3 separate regions of the Mus musculus genome follow, and all the other regions are linked to region 2. Evidence: chromatin contacts called from public HiChIP or PLAC-seq data. All regions are on one chromosome and are shown on one strand. Each heading gives the region's core, a stretch centred on a gene start, on an enhancer-like site or on the middle of the called end of the contact. The rest is flanking DNA. Distances are from core to core; before and after follow the strand shown. Region 1 overlaps Camk2d (calcium/calmodulin-dependent protein kinase II, delta). Region 2 overlaps Camk2d (calcium/calmodulin-dependent protein kinase II, delta). Region 3 has its middle 33 kb from the start of Camk2d.

Region 1 (3,683 bases), core at 81-2,580, 200 kb after region 2:
GTCACACTGAAAAAAATTTTTTTTCAAAGTAAAAAAAAAAAAAAAAGAAGAAGAAAAAGAAAAAGAAAAGAAAAGCCAGATTCCCCGTGGCTGCCTTGCCAGGTCCTAAGTAGCAAGAGTCTCCTGGGAAACTGACGTAAATGTCATCCTCCTAGCGTCACAGCTACCCTTCGGGCTGCTGTCACCCCTGTGCTCTCTTGATAGACTTCTTCCTCCGACAGTACCTGGAAGCCACCCTAAGACTGTCCCTCCTTTCTCAGATGGCATTAAGCTAATGATGCAATCCACATAAACTTCGCCAAAGACCTGCTTCTGATTCTGCTACATGGGAATGGGAAGTCTTTTCTTGGTCTTCCTTCTGTGTGGGCTAGTCCCTTTCCTACCAATTATCAGGCAAGAAAACCCCTCACAGACTTGCCAATTTAATGGAGGCAAGTCCTGATTGAGGCTTCCTCCTCCAACATGTCTCTAGTTTGTATCAAGTTGACAGAAACTAACCAGCACTCTCCACTAGCCTTTGCAAAACCTCCCGCCCTAAGAATTTGAAATTCACATTCTCCATTTTTTTTCTACCTTTCTGACACATCATTTTCTCTCCTCTAAACCGGGCTGGCTTCTCCATTTCATCCACTATCCACAGCATTGTGCCACAGCAGCATGCAGGCATGCACTGATCATAAATGACAGTGGCTCGAGTTCCAGAGAGTAGAAGACCAAGGTTTGGGGAGATTATGAAGTTTTCCCAAGGATGAAGCCGTGTTGAATCCTGGCAGTGCGATTTCAGAAACAATGCACTGCCTCCATAGGTCTTTTCTGAAGGACCACACCCAGTGTCCAATGCTCTTTTAGGTACTTCATCCCCAATCTAGCTTTTGTATCTCCAACACAATTCATCTTCCCTCACCAAGATCAACTGACACCTCTCAGCTTGTTGTAGGAAAATGTCACCCTCCCCAGGGGTCTTAGCCTTGAAACCTTCCTCAAGATTCTGAGCTCACTGCTCACCGTTGTTCCTCACTCAGGACCCTCAGTCTGAGTATGCTGAATCTCGGTGTCTCTCATCCTCTGTGTCAGTCAACCCTACTGACCCACTCCTGCTAAGCAATGTCCTGGATGTCCCCTTCATGTGTCATCCAGACAATTAAAACAGGTGAGGTGGGTGGGATAAGGCATCAACTATCTCCAGGACAGAACATTTGTACCGGGTTACTGATCAGAGGACCACGGAGATTCTAACCCACGTAATCACTTTTGCTCCCATAATCGAGCTGCTGTTGCAGCAGGTAACTGTGTCATCTGTCCCTAGACTCTGGAAGGAATGTGAGGTGTGTGAGGAAACGGCTCTGATGAGGCACTGAAGGGAGGCAGACAAAACAGCACTGGGAACAAGAATCCTGTAGGCTGTCCCTGACCTTTGTTCCAGAAACACCGTGGACCTTTCGATCCTTGAATGGAAGCTGCTACATAAGCACTAGTATGAGCTTTAAGGATTTCTCAGAGACTCGTTTCTCACTTCCTCCTTTCTTCCCCGCTAGGCTTATTATAGACAATCTGAATAAATCATTTACATGCTAAGGAGAAAAGAAATTGTACTTTCAAAGCTACGTGTTATTTTTAAAGCTGACCCTGTGTGTGGTCACTGTTTTTCTAATGCCACTGTTTCTAAATTTCGGGTTGATTTCAATTATTTAAAAACATACTTTAAAACATTCTATCTATAATAGCGTTTTTTTAAAGATTACAAAAAATCAACAAATGTTAGTTTCCATTTTTAGAGTCATTATGATGTAAAACATAATGGTCTCAGTGTCCCGTGGCCATCCCTGATCCTGCTATGATGCTGATGCCATCTCTATTTGCCATTGAAGAATTACAGGCATTTAGGATTATCACAGTGGGGGAACTACGCAGACAGCAGACACTAGTTGTCTGCCAGTGTGAAGCATTACAAATGTTTTTCCTTCAAACAAAATTAAGTAAGATTAAGTCAAATTTCCCTCTCCTTTTTCCTGAGCATATAAGATATACATAGAGAGCAATAGGCAAAGTTAACACTAAGAAAATTATTTCCAAAACTTATTTCCAAAATTAGATGCAAGTGGGTCTTGATTCTACTTATGTTTGGAGGACAGGGTTGGGCATGGGCAATCAAATGCTACTTGCGGAAATAGAATTTCTCTAATCCTTCCAGGAGCTGTGTCAATTTTGACTCACTGTCCTTTAAGTTGACAGATGGCCTTCTGCTCTGTTCCCAAAGCTCTTTCCTCACACTGCATTGCCTCACCCTGACTTGATACAAGGGTTTAAGCCTAGTCTGACCTTCTTATGCCTTATTTGGCTAACAAGGGAGGCCTGCTTTTTATTCTGAAGGAAAAGAGAGAAGTGGAGCTGGGAGAGAAAAGGAGGAGGAAGAGGAAGAGGAAGAGGAGGAGGCTGGGAGAAGTTGGGGTTGGGTGAAGAAAAACTTCGGACAGATGTATTTATTGAAAACCAAAAACGAAAGGAAAAAAAAGTCAAATTACTATGAATTACATATTTGCATTGAATAAAACAGTGATCTTTCTTTCTCCTTTAAGTGCAACCATGAAAACCTTAATATGAATAAAAGTCAAAGCTCTTACATATTTTTTTTTTACGATTTTTAAAAACAGAGGAAAATTTACATGGCTAAGCCAACCTACAGAGATTAAATGTTTAAACTAAAGTTACCTAAGGGAATGAATGATTTTTTTCATTATTTAAGTGATTCAACACTGTGGAATAAACTGTGTAACTCTCAGTTTCTTAAAAAGAGAGAGAGAAGAAGGCAGCAGTTGAGTGCAGTATGCACAGATGTGACATTAAAGGCTCTGGGTCCCTAAACATGTATTAGCAAAACTACAGGAAAACAGACTCTGCAAAACATTTATTCCTCTACGTAACTGTACAGACCAGTGCTAGTCTTTTAGACACAAGAATCTGGTGTTGAGTGGCATCCTATTGGTTAGATGTCCTAGTCACTTTTGGCTTTAAGTAGACCCCTCCAATAATTTTCACAACAGTCACAACATACACTGCAATCTCCAGTAACACTCCATAACACTTGACTTTAAAAAAAATACTCTAATTATTTTTAACACTCCATAACACTTGACTTTAAAAAGAAATACTCTATTTTCAAGTCCTTTGTTTTTTACTTAGTGGCTCTTATGGGGTTTGTATTTTGCCCCAAGGCTACATAAAACAGAATGAGGGGTTGATAAGCAGTTTGCTGTGGCTCTCTTATCAGCTGTTTACCCCTAATGACTCAGGGCTATAAATCTCGGGATCAACCTTCCTTCCTTCCTTCCTTCCTTCGTTCCCACAGAGCCTGCCACTTCATGATTCACTCTCAGAGGGTGAAAAGAATTCCAACTCCCTTCATCGGGCTCTGCAGGCTTTCATGACCACCAAACCATTCACTGGCACTTTCTGATTTGATTGTTCCTCACGAGTAGTTTCTCGTAATGTCCTATCTGTTGGTGTCCTATCTGTCTATTCAACATTGCTTATTTTCAAAACCCAGTGCAAACACCGGCTCCTTGGAGACGTCTCCCTGACCTCTCCATAGAGCTCAGAACCCAGAGCTCAGTACCAGCAGCCCCAGTGCTAATTCAGTTTCCTCTGGGTCCGTTCACCTTGAGAGGAAAGACTTTGCCTCTCCC
Region 2 (3,500 bases), core at 435-2,934:
CCCAAGGAGCTGAAGGGGTCTGCAACCCTATAGGTGGAACAAAAATATGAACTAACCAGTACCCCCCCAGAGCTTGTGTCTTTAGCTGCATATGTAGCAGAAAATGGCCTAGTTGGCCATCACTGGGAAGAGAGGCCCCTTGTTATTGCAAACTTTATATGCCCCAGTACAGGGGAATGCCAGGGGCAAGAAGCGGGAGTGGGTGGGTAGGAGAGCAGGGCAGAGGGAGGGTATAGGGAACTTTCGGGATAGCATTTGAAATGTATATAAAGAAAATATCTAATAAAAATAAATGTAAAAAAAATCAGGACATAAAAAGAAATGTATCCAAAATGCAAAACAATTTTGGTTTAATATTTAAAAATGTGAGGACAGTTAGTTCTAGCAGGAGCACTTTTATGTTAGACCATGGTGATGACCGCTTTGGCCATAACTGTCCTTTGTTAAGACACAATAACTTTCAAACCATTACTAACTCTCCATGACACTGAAGAGCTGCTAAGCTTCCGGCCACAGAATCAGAAACAGTATCCAGCTTCCAAATATGAGACAGTATTGGGAAGTTGTGTGAAATGTTGGCAGTAAGTTGTGAGGATGTGGCCACTCTGCCTTTGGATAACAAGAACTATGGAAGATTTTTAAGATTGTTGGACACATTAGACACGGCCAGTCCTCCAGATGAATGCATGCTGCGGAATGGACTGGCCCTGATGTGAAACCTTAGCTTTGTTCACTTATTCATGTTTGCTTTGTTGTATGACAGGTTCTTTCTACATAGCTGAGGTTGGCACTCAACTAGTAATTCTACAGCTGCAGCCCCCTGGAGTTGGGATTATAGGAAGGCACCACCATCCTCAGATTCTTAAGTATATTTAAACGAAACGAAACAAAACAAAACAAAACAAAACCAAGCAGATAAACAAAAAACGCCACAAAAACCAAACCAAAGCATTCTTAGCAAAATCATAGAGAAACCCCGAGTCTCACTTCATCCTTGTTTCTTTGCTATTTGTTGAGTTAGGAGAAATGGGCCTGTCTGCTAGGAAGGGAGCTTTCATGCACAACATACACAAGAATGTTCCAGCTTGACAGCTTTGAAATCTGCTGACCCACTCGGTACTTGGCTGAACAATGTGTACTCAGCATGCACTCTGTGAGTATTTGCTGAATGAATGAAGAAACTGAAATAAACATAGTAGGTAGTTTACCAGTAACATGTGAACTGGATCTTCAGGGAATCCAAGCCACTGTGAAGGGACACTTAACAAGCAGAGCTAAATGAAAACAGGTCTTTTCCCATCCTAGTATCAAGAGTGATCCAAAGTCTCTGCCTAGAATTCTGCTCCATTCATCTGCTTTCTACTTGAGTTTCCTTATGCAACAGCTGGCCTCGTGGGTCCCTGCTACCACCAAGAAGCTGATGTACTTAATTCCTCTCATTAGGTCACCTTATGTGGGAGTTACCCATGCTCTCTGCAGTAGAGAGAGACAGAAACACTCATTTCCTGGGTAGCTGACGAGAACTAGGCATTAGTATAGGAAGCCTGTGATATCCTAACAAGGGCATGCGCCTCCATGAGCAGCTTAACCGTAGGTGCTGCTGCTGGCTGTGTTTCATGGGAGAGGACCTGTGCTAGCCACATAGGACGATGCTATGGAAACTGGTCTAGATGAGTCTGCTGCCAGGGGTGGGGTTTCACTTGAGTAACAATGCTGTACACAACCTTGCTCAGATAGCATAGGCAGTAGAAGAAAGTAAAAGTATTTTCTTGATGTGGATTAGTCATGCGTAGAGGATATAGTTTTGGTCAAATTATATAATTGTCTTTATCAGTTCGTACATGGAAGATAGGGCTTTGCCTTCTCACAGAATAAGACAATAACATACTTTCTACTAAACTACACAGAGTATGGCAAAACTATACACATCACTTAAATATATCAGCCCTTTCTTAGGTAATTATTCAGTGACTTGACAGAGGGAGCTATTCCTGCAGAAAGAAATCGCCAACAAAATAAATGCATTAAAACCATTTCCTGTCTTTCACCTTTTACCTACTTATATCTACAATGGTGCCTGGGTGATTTTCAGAAGCGTAGATAGTCCTAAAGGTTTCTAGAATCTACCAACATTAAAAGGATCTGCTCTCAAAGGGCTGCATATATTTTAGAGGGAAGACAGCTGAGGCCTATATGGTCTATACCAGTATGATCAAGCAGAAATGAAATTTATTCATTAGGTTCCAGAAAATAAATGTGAGCACCCTGTGCTCAATTATTACCTAGACATTTTCTTTAATCTTATATTATACTTGTTAATCTTAGTTTTATACTTAATTTCTAAAATTTTGTGTGTATAAGTCTGTTATAACCCTAAAAACAAATAGTGCATCAATTTTTCAAATCCCCAAGGGAAACTTTGGCTCATTTTATTTTGACTTGTTTCTTTGAGTCAGGTCTCACTATGTCCACAGGGCAGGTCTAGACCTCATTTTATATCCACTTTTAACCTTAAACTCTGTGTCCTTTTGCCCCAGCATCTTGAGTGCTGGGATTACAGGTGTGTGCTCCCATGCTCACCTGAGAGACTGTAATAGACACACTGATATGTAGATAAATGAAAGAGAGAGTTATCCTGAGCAAGTACTTAATAGCTCAAGTCAAACTCAGATGAGAAACATTATAAATTAAAGCCATTCTCATAATTACCAAGGTGTGAAAATGTCCTAGGTGGATGAACTACATATACTGAGGTGTTGGGATTCCCTTCGCTATACTCAGTTATTTAAATATTCGCTCCTCTGGTGGATAACGGATAGGTTTTCAGACACTTGATTAAAAATAGAGACCAGGGAGCAGGGTGGAAGCTAAGACCTGTAGGCCTCAGCAAAGACTGAAAAAAAAAAAAAATAACATATGAGAAAAACAGTAGCTGGCAAAGAGGAGGGCAGGATACCCTTAGCTGAGGCCAGCAGAACCCTGCCACTCATAGGAAGAGTTTTACAGTGTTTAAAGTGGCCCATGGTTCATTATAATATGGAATACATGAAGCTGTATATAGAACTACATGCAACAGAGAATGTGTGAAAAAAAATCAGGCAATGCAATAGGGACAGAAAGATCACATTCCATAACATACAACATCTCCATCCTCCATGAAGCCAGGCTACTCCTGCTCTGAGCTCTCTCTCCCCTGGCCTAATTCCTCTGCTGGAAGTCTCTGTCTCTGTCTGTCTGTCTGTCTGTCTGTCTCTCTCTCTCAAATAAATGGTCTTTACTTCAGCTGCATCAGCCTTGGCTCAGCTCTTTGTTCTGGTGCACAATGACCTAGACTCTCTCTGGGAGTGTCCACCAAACACTTACCTAAGCTGGTATCAAAACCATGTGCAACATTTTATTTAACTGAAGAGCTAATGCTAAAACATTCACAAGATGATCCTTCCTGAATCACTGGCAAAGCTAAATGGTGCATCTGTTTATTTGGTTAACACATATGTTTT
Region 3 (3,891 bases), core at 731-3,230, 250 kb after region 2:
GAACTTTATAGGGTAGGAATCAGAAACTAGGCCAGCTCTAATACCCAGATACAGACAGTTGAAATATCAGCTACTTACTTTTTTGTTCTTCTTTACTGCTGACATAGCTTTGCTAAAAAGCCATGATAACCCCAGCTGCTGGCTAGTTAAGCATTCCCTCTGGGGCAGTAGGGACATGACAAAGTGAGCATAGCTTGAATTGGCAGTGGCTCTGAGGTATGGCCTAATATCAGGGTCAGGGTGCAGCGTGTCCTCAGCATGCAGCATAATTCTGGACATTCTTCAGGCATCTTTTTGTTTTTGTTTTGTTTTGTTTTGTTTTTTGTTTTTAGCCTTTATAGAGATTCTGTCAGCCACCATTACCTTTAAAAGATCACATCCAACTGACAATAAAACTGAAAGAATAGATTTTAAATATGCTGATGCTCAGGGTGCTCAGAGCGTATACTCCCATTTCATCATGTTTTACCATGATGGTCATGATATTTGCAGGGGGAAGGAAGGCATTATGACACTCAATGTGTGTTAAAAATTCACTAATCTAGCAACAGTCACGAAGACAACACATATCCACAGAAAAGAGAAAGCAGTGGGTTCTTAGAAACGTGAATTTGATATGTAGGAGTTTCATACTGCTGATAAAGATGAAGGAGGATTCAGGGGGAAGCATTCTAGAGTAACTAGATATATTGGCAGGTCTTGGCCCTCACCAAGGTTGTCGACTACTCCAGAACATACCCACCTCCACTCACTCACTTACTTACTTACATCACACCTCTCTTACAGCGTCACACCCCTTTACAGCACCACTGTCCTTCTCATGGCACCACGCCCCTCTCACAGCATCATTTTCCTTCTCACAGCACCACACCCCTCTCCCTCTCACAGTACCACTGTCCTCACAGCACAGGATTATGTAAATCATGTTTGATCTTATCACTTGCCTGAACAGACCACTACCCTGCTTTCACATACCTCCCGTATTTTCCTCCATTCTAAGCAACACTGAAGGAGTACTTGTCGATTTTTCTCTACTTTCATTTGTCCTTAGAACAACTCTCCAAGCCTTCCTTCTCCATTTCACCAAAGACTCTCTTTTCCAGACCAATTGTCCATCTTTCTAACAACTACGGTTTGTAGTTCCCCAATATAATCAGAATTAGCATTAATTAACTTCTCTCATCTGAGCTCCATGTCTGCATGTGGATGTGGATGTTGAAACACCTCTTTTCCATCTCATTCAGCATTTGTTTTGCCCGGCCTCACGTAGGTTCTTCTTCCTTTTCTCAGTCTCTTGTTCTGAGATCTCCTGAACCTCACCCCAGCAATAGTCCTCCTCTCCAGCTACACTCACTTCCTGTATCCTCTCATATGTAATGCTGTACTTTAAATGATACAAACTCTAAACCTCAAAACTCAACCTTCCGTCTTCCCTTGGAACTTCCCTCTTCCATGTCCAGCTATCAGCCTGGTGCCTGCATTTGTAAGGAGACAGGCATCACCAACCTCACATTTGAGAAGACCCCTGACCCCACCCTTATCATTACACCCAGATCTCTCTCTAGTCTTCTTCACATTAAGTTGAGTGAAGTGCCTCAGCTTATCAGCCATCCTTAGCAAAATTCTAGTCATCTTTCCTTCCTTCCTCACCCCCAATCTCCCTCAGCAATGTGTCATGTTAGGAGCCTCCATTGCTTTCCCATCCCATTAAGACCTCACCAACTCCTGGATCCCTGTAAGGCTCTCCCCCCCCCCCCCCCCCAGTTTACCTGCATCTATTCTAAACTCATAGAGCCTACTTCCAATGGCAATCAGTCTGTCTCTTTCAAAACATTTAGATCATGCCTTTTCCTCTGTGTCCACTGAACTCAAAAGCTGGGCCTCTGATCCTCAGAGTCTTCTCTGTTCCAGAACTCTGAGCTCCCCAGCCCTGCCCTGCATTTCCCTCAGTGTGGCTTCCGCATTGATGGCTTTTACCATCTGCTTCTCACCAAGTCGTTACCTAATTACACCAATTATTTCCTCTCTTGAGAATAGAGATGGCCAGGCCATGACGTGCATCTCCGTTTCCTCCTTGTTTCTATTTAAATGTCACTTTATTAAGAAGTGTCCGTGTCCTTCCTAGATCTGTATATCTGAGAAACTCTCTAAGGGACAGGACTGTGGTGACTTCTGGCTTAGGTCCCAGGCCTCAGATGCTGTTCCAGTGCCTATGTTGCCTTCAGTGTCTTTCCTGACTCTAGACAACATCTGTGGCTAGTTGCCAGCCATCGATTTGATCCAACTTGACTTATATCCCAATTAACTGTCTGGGACTGTCCCTTACACACACTGCTCAGTTCCCTGGCCTCTTTCCTTAGGTTGTTCTGGCTGTTGCTGTCCTGTCTGATGTGGATGATGATAAAATGAAGTCTGCTGAAGTTGTAGGACAGACAGGAGCAGATGTCCTGGCTGACTGGGTTTCACTTCATACAGGCCCTGAACAGAGTGTAGTTGCCTAGAATTTCTTTGGCAAATCAAATGGATTATACTGTGCTCAGTAAATAAATTCTTTACTTTGGCAAAACACAAATGATAAAATTATATTTCTTGTAATTGTGACTGGAAGTTTATCATGCCAGAAGTATAAAGAGAAGTCTGATACTAAGAAGAGAATTATATCAATTACAATAGGCACTAGGTTAATACATGTGATGCTTACTGGTATCTCCAGATAATAGAAATTTAGATGTAGTACAGACAGATGTATAAAAACGTAGAAGGAGTGGAGAATCAACTGTTGTTCATACTTAGCTTAAGCTTAAATACAGGAGCCAAATGGGAATTCAAAATAATGCGTGTTTAACAAAAGGTATACGCTGTTGGTTAGTGGGAGGGATTTTCAGTAATTACAGGAAAAAAATTTCAGATGTGATTTTACCTAAAATATTATTACTGTTGCTATTTGAATATCTGTTTAATTGGCTATCTCAGTCAGTGTTTTATTGCTATGAAGAGACACAACGGTAATGCCGTCTGTTATAAAGGAAAACATTTATCTGGGGCTGGCTTAGAGTTTCAGAGGTTTAGTCCATACTCATCAAGGTGGGGAGCATGGTGGTATGTAGGCAGACATGATGGAGGAGAAGTAGCTGAGAGTTCTGCATCTGGATCTGCAAGCAGCAGAAAGAGAGAGAGACTCTGGATTTGGAATGGCTTCTTGAAACCTCAGATCCCATTCCCAGTGACACATTTGTGCCACTCCCTGGTAATCACATATTTAAGACGATGACCCAGAGGGGGAGCATTTCTATTCAAACCACCAAAATGATCTCTTCTGTCCTTCTGTTATCTTTATTTTTCTCTTTTCTTCCTGTTTATAAGTAGCAATTTTTTTTCTTTGAAACGTGCTACCGACTTCTTGAAAAACATCTAGTGCTCTCCAGACCGTAAAAAAATCAAGTCGAACAGCACGAAAGCTATTCCTTTTAAGCTTTGTTCCAGTCAACGTGTCGTTAGCTCTGAAATAGACACTCAGCACTGAACCAAGCCTGTGCTCCTCCAGGCCTCTGACTCTTGTGATTTTTCTATCTAGCAATTCCTTTCTTGGCAGATGGTGCATGTTCTTTAAGGTCCGCTAAAAAGTCACCACCTTTGAAAAGCACTTATTTTCATTCAAGCAAGACTTATAAAGCTCTGTCCATGGAGTAAAGATGGCCAAATATACATGCCAATTTTTGCAACTTAAAGGAAAATGGAAACATTGTCTCTTTAGACTTTTTCAACCTGAACATTTAAATGAAGTAATAAATATAACGAATAAATTATCTTGTTAAGCATTACAGTTTGACTGTCCCTTTTCACTCTCTGAACCTTTTCTACCATTGGAATCATATTAGGAAGTGAGGTCTT

Evidence for each region. HiChIP or PLAC-seq counts read pairs in DNA pulled down with a chosen protein or histone mark.
Region 1: a contact with region 2 is called in an H3K4me3 HiChIP or PLAC-seq map of the 230-238 cell line, with 23 read pairs. The contact joins two enhancer-like sites. A contact is called at or near these places in 1 of 15 datasets of contacts at CTCF or cohesin (the NIH/3T3 cell line), 8 of 484 Hi-C or Micro-C datasets (the 63-12 cell line, B cells, the MC38 cell line and 3 more), 4 of 115 datasets of contacts at active chromatin or transcription factors (the 230-238 cell line, bone marrow-derived macrophages, embryonic stem cells and 1 more) and 3 of 9 other capture datasets (adipose tissue, bone marrow-derived macrophages and liver).
Region 3: a contact with region 2 is called in an H3K4me3 HiChIP or PLAC-seq map of the 230-238 cell line, with 32 read pairs. The contact joins two enhancer-like sites. A contact is called at or near these places in 1 of 15 datasets of contacts at CTCF or cohesin (large pre-B cells), 1 of 484 Hi-C or Micro-C datasets (the N1E-115 cell line), 3 of 115 datasets of contacts at active chromatin or transcription factors (the 230-238 cell line, embryonic stem cells and pancreatic cancer cells) and 4 of 9 other capture datasets (adipose tissue, embryonic stem cells, liver and 1 more).

Annotation. Positions count from the first base shown.
Region 1 is chr3:126,611,533-126,615,215 of GRCm38.p6, reverse strand. The region is part of intron 2 of Camk2d (calcium/calmodulin-dependent protein kinase II, delta); the gene reads right to left. Among named protein-coding and RNA genes, the nearest start is that of Camk2d, 16 kb to the right of the region's middle. Within about 2 kb of position 1,330, at least 57 of the 459 cell types and tissues checked have an H3K27ac peak or open chromatin away from gene starts, as enhancers often do. A contact at or near this core is called in the 230-238 cell line, the 63-12 cell line, B cells and 1 more, where this site is marked.
Region 2 is chr3:126,811,860-126,815,359 of GRCm38.p6, reverse strand. The region is part of intron 16 of Camk2d (calcium/calmodulin-dependent protein kinase II, delta); the gene reads right to left. Among named protein-coding and RNA genes, the nearest start is that of Gm15551, 140 kb to the right of the region's middle. Within about 2 kb of position 1,684, at least 18 of the 459 cell types and tissues checked have an H3K27ac peak or open chromatin away from gene starts, as enhancers often do. A contact at or near this core is called in the 230-238 cell line, the 63-12 cell line, B cells and 1 more, where this site is marked.
Region 3 is chr3:126,562,255-126,566,145 of GRCm38.p6, reverse strand. No RefSeq gene overlaps it. Among named protein-coding and RNA genes, the nearest start is that of Camk2d, 33 kb to the left of the region's middle. Within about 2 kb of position 1,980, at least 15 of the 459 cell types and tissues checked have an H3K27ac peak or open chromatin away from gene starts, as enhancers often do. A contact at or near this core is called in the 230-238 cell line, where this site is marked.